Linked DNA regions of Mus musculus: region 1 is linked to region 2. The links are chromatin contacts, called in public Hi-C maps. All regions are on one chromosome and are shown on one strand. The core of a region is the stretch at or near the end of the contact, and the rest is flanking DNA. Distances in the headings are between cores, read along the strand shown.

Region 1 (4,110 bases), core at 1,431-3,930, 220 kb after region 2:
AAAAAAAAAAAGTTGAAGAGATAAAAGAAAAAGGCCAACTGGATAGCTCTGTGGGTAAAGCCTTGCTACCAAGCCTCAGGACCTAAGTTTAGTCTTAAGAACAAACACGGTAGAGCCTGGACTCCTGAAAGTTGTCTTCTTACTTGTGTATGCAGGCTGGTGCATTTGCATGCCCACAATTATAATATGAATAAAACTTAAATAAAAAAAAAGAAAGAAGAAATGGGCACTTAGGGCACTGTCTACCAGGCCCCAAATAACTATGAGACTGCTCTTCCCATCTACTATACCTGATCTATCTGCACAAGAGCTTAGGCCTGCCATCCCAGCATTGGGGAGCAGAGAGGCAGGTGGATATCTGGGAGTTCAAGACCAGCCTCATCCACATTCAGTTCTAATCCAGACAAAGCTACACAGTGAGACCCTAACCCAAAACAAACAAGACAAAGGCAAACAAACAAACAAAAAAAATCCAGGCTATGTGAACCCTGGTCTCAGTAAGCAATCCACCAAGATGAGGGAAACAGGTGGTATTCGATTAAATATCAAGGCATAAACAAAATACAACAGATGTCAGTGTTACTTGGCAGTGGGGGTTGGTGCCCAGGGTCTCACTCATGGTAGCATGTTCCCTACCAAGCCTGATTGTTCTACAACACTATTTTATTTAACTTTATTTAAATTGCATTTTATCCACTTGCAAGTGTTGGCTTGCATTTGCTGTGTCACAGGCAAAGAACAGTCTGCAGCTCTCTTCAACATGGAGATCCTGGGGGTTGAACTCAGGTCCTCGAGCTTGGCAGCAAGCACCTTAGCTGCTGAGCCATCTCACTGAGCTGAGCACTATTTTCTACTGCACAGTCCATAGCCAACATTATCAAAGTTTTCTGATGCTCTTCTTTACAACAGTCTAGAATCACGAATCGGGTGTGGTGGCATGCAACTGTCATCTCAGCAGCAGAAGGCTTGGGGCAGAAGGATGGGGAATTCAAGGGTACAAGAGATTGTCCAGACAACAAAAACAAAAATTCCAACCCTGAAGCTCACAAAGCCATAGGAGAAAATTGACTCCCACAAGTCCTCTGATCTTACATGAAGGACACAGTATAAATGACACATCAATGTATAAAGATCAAATTTGTAAAAGCCACACTCTGGTTAGGGCTTTATGGTACAAGCCTGTGATCTCCAGCCCCAAGCCAGCCTAGGCTACAGAGTGAGACCCTGTGTGGAAGGAACGAGTGTAAAAGCTGAGGTGCTGGGAAAAAAGTGTTCAGTCAGCAGGTGAAGGTGTGCCGCTCCATCATCACAACTTGAGTTCAGTTTCAGCACTCACATCTGGTAGTTCACAACTTGTGCATACATGTAAACACACAATAGTCATGATGATGTTAAATAATATTGATAACAAATAATTTATTAATAATAATAGTTATTAAAGCACAAATGAAGCAGAGGCAGGCTAACCTCTGAACTGGAGGCCAGCACAGTCTACAGTGCAAGTTCCTGGACAGCCAGGACGACACGGAGAAATCCTGGCTTGAAAAACAACAACAAAACAAGAAACACTGATACCAGAACAACGGAGGCAGAAATGGTAGACCTCTGTGAGTTTCTGGCCAGCCTGATCTACACAGTGAGACCCTCCTGACCCCCTCCCCCGTCTTGCCCCTCAAGTAAACAAAACCTGTCTAGGTCAAGCAGCCTTACTGTCACATGAAATAATCCCGTTTTTGTTTTTTATGTTAGGGATTCATGTAGACCTGACTGACCTTGAACTCCTGATTTCCAGTCTCCAAACAACCCCCTGGCTCATCAGTTGTTTTTGAGGCAGTGTCTGGTCTTGTAGCCCAGACTGGTATCAAACTCGCAGCAATCCTTCTGCCTCTGCTTCTTGAGTGCACCACAACGCCTGTTCTTTCTTTTGGCTGTTTTTATTCTGAAATATGGGCTGGCTACATAGCCAAAGCCGGTCTAGAACTCATCAATCCTTCTGTCTCCCTAAAGCAGTCATGACAGGTGCAGCAACCACGCCCGCTCCATCACTACTACATGAACAGCAACACCAGCGTCCCCTGAACCAGAGTCACACTGTCTTGAACCTCTTGTACTCCTGGCTCCACTGCCTAGAATGCGGCCGACCCTGTAGCAGGTGCTCAGGTGCACACAGGCGCAGCGCGAATGAATAAAATGAATGAAAGAACCTGCACAAGAAAGGCGAAGCATTTGCTTCCCAAGTATCTCTGGGACGATTCTCTCCTTCCCCCAAACCAAGTCCGCGAGAGTCGTGCAAACACCACCACCCCGACCCCGCGGCGCCCACTCCCCACTGCGCCAGCCACAAGCACAGGCGGCCGGTGCTCCTCACCGGGTCTACGCAGCCACGTGGGGAAAGGGTGGGGCTCGCAGCTGTCACCCGAGACTTTGCCTTTGGCTCCTTCGAGCCACCATATAAGCGCAAGCGCAGAGGCGCCGCCTCGCCTCGGCGTCCCTCCTTCAGCCGAGAGGCTCCTTTCCGGGGCAACGAGGGCGACCGCGAGCACAGGTAAAGCGAAGGGAGCCACAGAATACGCGTGGGCCTGAGACTCTTGCAGTACTCTCAATGCTACTCCTAGGTGTCGCTTCCCCTCAAAAGAGATAGTTTTCACCTAGGTAGACTCGGCCCTGAGAAGTGAGCAGCGCGCCTGCGCGAAAGAGCGAAGATGGCTGCCCTCGACGCTTGCGCATGAGGACCTAGGCGGTGGCAGCCAGCGCCTGCGCACCAAGGCAAGGCAGAGGCTTGCGCCTGCGCGACGCGGCGCTGCGGAAACCGTTGGCTCATTTGCATCTCCCCGCCTCGCCAGGCGGTGGATAAGGGGCCCGAGGCGGCGGCGGCAGCGGCGGGGGCGGCACCGCACGCGGCAGGCTCCGGGTGAGGCCCGGGCCCTGGAGACCTGGGAGGGCTGGCCCGGGGTGGGAAGGACTCTGGGTGTCTCTAGGGCGAGCGCGCTCCTCCAGCCTGTCTGGCGGGTCCATTCATTACGCTTGAGCCCTCAGTCGGCCGGGCGAGTTGGGCGTAACGGCGAGCGGGCTTCGGGCCTCCAGCTGCCGGGAACCACTGCAGCCTCCGAGTCTGCCAGTACCATAGACGGGGAAACGGAGGTGCAGACAGATTAGGTACCTTGATTAAATTTCAGGATCAGCTGACCCGGAGGAGTCCCTGCTCTTAAATGACAGAGAACAAGGGGCGTCCTATCGCTTTCCCAGGGTGTGGGGAAACGGGGTGATGGTTATAGAAATGACCAGAAGGGAGGTTTACCTCTTGAAGTTGGAAGTGTCATAAGGAAGGCTGTCACTGATATGTATGCTGCCTTATTTTTTTTTAACATTCAGAAAGTGCCCTCACAATGAATGCCCTGTTGGTCAGGCTCAACATTAGGATGCCTGACCTAGTGGTTCACTTCTTCAAGTCTGCTTTTCTCCCGTGTGTGAACATTTTTTTCTTTCATTCCTTTTTTCTTTCTTTCTTTTTCTTTTTCTTTTTTTTTTTTTTTTTTTTTAAGGCAGGGTCTCAAACTGATTATGATGGCTCACCCCTATAATCCCAGTTCCCAGGAGGCAGAGACAGGGTGGATTTTCCTTTCAATGCCAACCTTAGTGTGTATGTATGTGTGTGTGTGCACACACAAAGTTTGAGGCCAACCAGAGGTGTGTAAGGAGATCATTTGGAATCTCTCCTACTCAACCATGCTACCAAAAAAAAAAAAAAAAAAAAAGTAAATAAAACTAAAAAGATTGGGTCTGCAGAACCTGGCAGTGCACACTGGCAATCCTAGTTCTTGGAAGGCAAAAGCAGGAGGATCAGAGGTTTAGTGCTCATGCCAAAGTGGGCTACTCTGTTGTAGTTGCAAAAAATCCAAACAACAACAAAACAAAACCCTCATGCACACACAAAACTGGGTCTTGCTATGTAGCCTAGGCTGGTCTGGAATAAACTAGGTAGCTCACACAGGTTTTAAACCTGCAAACCTGTTGCTCAGCCTCTTAAATAGCTGAGATTACATGCTTGTACCACCAGATACCTCTGTGTGTGTATGTGTGTGTTTGTGAGAGAGGGAGGAGAAAGAGTGA
Region 2 (4,131 bases), core at 1,101-3,600:
TTGTTTTGTTTTTCAAGACAGGGTTTCTCTGTATAGTCCTGGCTCTCCTGGAACTCACTTTGTAGACCAGGCTGGCCTCGAACTCAGAAATCCGCCTGCCTGTCTCCCGAGTGCCGGGATTAAAGGTGTGTGCCACCATGCCCAGCTCTTTTTTTTTTTTAAATCTTTTTTTTTTCTCAGTTCCAAAGTCTTTATTGTTTTAGAAAAGATGATCCATCCTGTCAGTGGGATGAAGAGCTCCGTCCAGAAACCCATCAGTAGTGCTGAAAAGGATTCTGGTTTCTTCATGTCTACTCGTACATCCAGTCATGGGCACAAGACTTGTAGTCGATCAGTTCTTCGGGCTTAAACCACAGATGGATCTTTCTCAGCACTCTCCACTTAATCACTGCCATGAATGATGTTCCTGCCAACTTGAATGCAGAAATCCCCACGGATAGTGCCTGGTTTTGAATCAGCTGGATTGGTCTCCCCCAGCATCACTCGGCCCGTTTTCACCACATTGAGCCCCTCCCAGACCATGGCCACCACGGGCCCCCGAGTTCATGTACTTCACCAGCCCCGGGAAGAAAGGACGGTCTTTCAGGTCGATGTAATGCTGCTTCAGGTGTTCTTCAGAGGCCCGAAGGAACTTCATGGCCACCAGGCGGAACCCCTTCTGCTCAATCATTTGATGATCTCGCCCACCAGGCCGCGCTGCACGCCATCTGGCTTGATGGCAATGAAGGTACACTCGAGGTTGGCCATGGTCCGAAAGCCGGTGGGTCAGCTGGTGTCTGCGATGAGCGACAGAAGCAAAGAGCTAAATCTTTTTTTTTTTTTTAATTTTATTTATTATATGTAAATACACTGTAGCTGTCCTCAGACACTCCAGAAGAGGGCATCAGATCTCATTAGGGATGGTTGTGAGCCACCATGTGGTTGCTGGGATTTGAACTTAGGACCTTTGGAAGAGCAGTCAGTGCTCTTAACCGGTGAGCCATCTCTCCAGCCCGAGCTAAATCTTTTTTTAAAAAATAGAATTATATGTGTATATGTACTCTGGCTGACTTCAGACACATCAGAAGAGAACATTGGATCCCATTACAGATGGTTGTAAGTCGCCATGTGGTTGCTGGGAATTAAGCTCAGGACCTCCGGAAGAACAGTCAGTGATCTTAACCACTGAACCATCTCTCCAGCACAAGTGTGTCTTTTATCCAGAAACTAAATGGTCTAAGGCAAGGTAAAAACACCAGATTGGGATTAAAAATTTCTACAACACATGTGAAAGGATTAGAGGAAGGTGGATTTGGAATGACCTGGTTGGAGGAGGTAGAGTGGGAGGAGAGAGAAAGCATCCATGAGGGAAGATGAATGATGCACACAAGGCTAGGAGAAACAGTATCTGGGGTACACTGCTGGGAAAGTAGCCAACAGGTAAAACAGTAGATTAGGGTTACCCCCTAGTAATTGTCAAAGCCAAATAAAATAACCATAGTCTGAGTCTCATTTAATTATAAGCTAGTCAGGGACAAGCTAAAGTTGTCTGTACACATCTCCTCCTTCTCCCATTACAGTATCCCATTTGCCTCTAAGTTTCCCCATCTACCATGTTGGGTCCTTGTTACATTTTGGGAGTTCCATGTCCCCTCAGTTGAAGAGGCACCTGCTGAGCAAACCTGATGGCCTGAGTGTGATTACTCAAGCCCATCTAGCAGGGCAGTGGTGGCACATGCCTTTAATCCCAGTACTTGTAAGGCAGAGGCAGGCAGATTTCTGACTATATGAAGTTAAGGTTAGCCTGTCATACTGAGCAAGTTCGAGGCAGCCTGGTCTACAAAGTGAGTTCCAGGACAGCCAGGACTATACAGAAAAACCATGTCTCGAACTCAAGCGGCAGAAAGCAGAGGGACTTTATGAAGTTAAGGTTAGCCTGTCATACTGAGCAAGTTCAAGCCAGCCTGGTCTACAAAGTGAGTTCCAGGACAGCCAGGGCTTTACAGAGAAACCCTGTCTTGAAACAAACAAACAAACCCTGAAGCCCATCTACAGTTGTTAGAGAATCAACTACACAGAGTTGTCCTCTGATATCTGCCACACACACTTCCTCAATAACAGTATATGTATTTCAAAGTTCCCTCTCTGAGGGAGGGGTCCGATGTGTCTAAAGAATTTCCATTTTCCCAGCGCCTTGGCAAAGAGCTGCTCTGCAAATGTCTATCTAGTCACGGAGGCAATATCATGCTGACACCTGGGACACCCTGGGCCTTTTCTTGGCTGATTTGGCAAGTCACAGGAAACTGACAGGCCCTGTGGAGGTCTTAGCCTGGACATGTCTGTGCTGAGGTGACAGCTCCATACTGCCACCCTCATTAGCACTGAGTCCCCTAGAATTTCTGGGATTGACTCAGGCTAGGGTTTGTGGCTTTGACACTGAAAAGAATTTTGTGACTAGCCAGTTTATGAATCACAGTTGTAGATTTTATTAAAGATATGTATCTTTAAGCTGGGCATAGTGGCTTACACCATTAATCCCCGGACTCAAGAGGCAGAAAGCAGAGGGACTTTATGAAGTTAAGGTTAGCCTGTCATACTGAGCAAGTTCAAGCCAGCTAGGGCTACATAGACCATGTGGTAATAAATAAATCTTTTAAAGTTTATTATTATTCTTATATGTATGCACATCTATGTGGGTATGTACATGTGTATGCAGTCACCTCTTGAGGCCAGAAGAGGGCATAGGGTCATGTGGAGCACTAGACATATATTGACACATACCTGTCAGCTCTCAAGTTACATCTCTAAGGTTGCTAAAGAAATTTTCCCCCCAACCCCCCTCTTAAAAACAGTTACATGTACTGGGCTGAAGAGACTGTTCAACAGTTAAGGGCACATACTGCCTTTCCAGGGGACTTGATTTTTGGCTTACAACTGCCCATATCTCCAGGGAATTTAATAGCCTCTTCTGGCTTTCTGGGGCATTGCTTGCACACACACAAATATACATATAAATAAAAATAGATCTTTAATGCTGGGCATGGTGGCACACACCTTAAACACCACTATTGAGGAAACACAGGCAGGGAAATTTTGTGAGTTTCAGGCCAGCCAGGGTTACATGGTAAGGCTGTTTGAAGAAAAAGAAAAAACAAACAAAAACCCTCTTTATTTATTATCTATTCATTTATTTTATTTTGGTGTTTGGAGACAGGGTTTCTCTGTGTAGCCCTGGCTGTCCTGGAACTCTGTAGACCAGGCTGGCCTCGAACTCAGAAATCTGCCTGCCTCTGCCTCCGCCTCCAGAGTGCTGGGATTAAAGGCGTGCGCCACCACGCCCAGCTTCATTATTATTTTGATGTGTGCCTGCCACACAGTGCACAGAGGTCAGGTAACACATTGCAGGAATCAGTCTCCTTCCTGCACCTTGTGGGTCAGAGGGACTGAATTCAGGGGGGTGGTGTTGTAAGTACTTTGATCCACCAAGCTCTTACAGGCTCCTTCTCGAGATAGTGAGGTGGCTCTGCAGAAACGTTGAATGGGAGTATAAAACAGTACATATACATGCCCATTCCCTGTAAATGAGATTCTGGGGAAATTCCAGATTGTAACTGGGAAGGAAGGAAGGGGTAAGCTCATAGTAATTGGACTGGAATTCTTGCTTGTCTACTAGGAAAAGGGTTCAATCAGATTCCAGAGTAACAGGTTCCTTTCCCTTCGCATGTCCTTCAAGATTTCCATGTCCTTCAAGATTTCCTTTTTCTTTTTAAACTTGTTGCCATATACCTTTAATCCCATGGCTGAAGAGGCAAAAGCAGGTGGATTTCTGAGTTCCAGGCCAGTCTGGTTTCAGGACAGCCAGACCACACAGAACACTGTGTAGGCTTAGTTTTTTCAAAACCTACTTTTAATAAGGGTTCTTAAATGCTTTAACCTTCCTTCTAGCCCACCAGAGGTAGTAGAAAGGAAAGGTTATTAGGATATCAGGGAAGTGGACCTGTTTAGAAATAGTTCTTTGGAGCAAATCCCTTCTGCTTGTCAGGATACATACCAGCAGTCCAGTTCAGTAGAATCAAGATTGCAAACATGAATCAGCAGTGGTGGCACAGCCTAGCAGAAATAGCCAGTCCTCAGCTGAACTGGCAGGAGTCA

Evidence for each region. Hi-C and Micro-C count contacts between places; a contact is called where the count stands out from the background.
Region 1: a contact with region 2 is called in a Hi-C map of the G1E-ER4 cell line, with 3 times the contacts expected there. The contact joins the promoter of Armc6 here to the enhancer-like site in region 2. A contact is called at or near these places in 1 of 15 datasets of contacts at CTCF or cohesin (large pre-B cells), 2 of 484 Hi-C or Micro-C datasets (the G1E-ER4 cell line and erythroblasts), 3 of 115 datasets of contacts at active chromatin or transcription factors (bone marrow-derived macrophages and extraembryonic endoderm stem cells) and 5 of 9 other capture datasets (adipose tissue, embryonic stem cells, liver and 2 more).

Annotation. Positions count from the first base shown.
Region 1 is chr8:70,231,742-70,235,851 of GRCm38.p6, forward strand. Armc6 (armadillo repeat containing 6) reads right to left here and starts at 2,681. Exons shown (of 8, transcript NM_133972.2): 1 at 2,369-2,681. Sugp2 (SURP and G patch domain containing 2) reads left to right here and starts at 2,464. Exons shown (of 11, transcript NM_172755.4): 1 at 2,464-2,911.
Region 2 is chr8:70,010,256-70,014,386 of GRCm38.p6, forward strand. It overlaps the pseudogene Gm7730. Among named protein-coding and RNA genes, the nearest start is that of Mau2, 30 kb to the right of the region's middle. Within about 2 kb of position 2,351, at least 30 of the 459 cell types and tissues checked have an H3K27ac peak or open chromatin away from gene starts, as enhancers often do. A contact at or near this core is called in the G1E-ER4 cell line and embryonic stem cells, where this site is marked.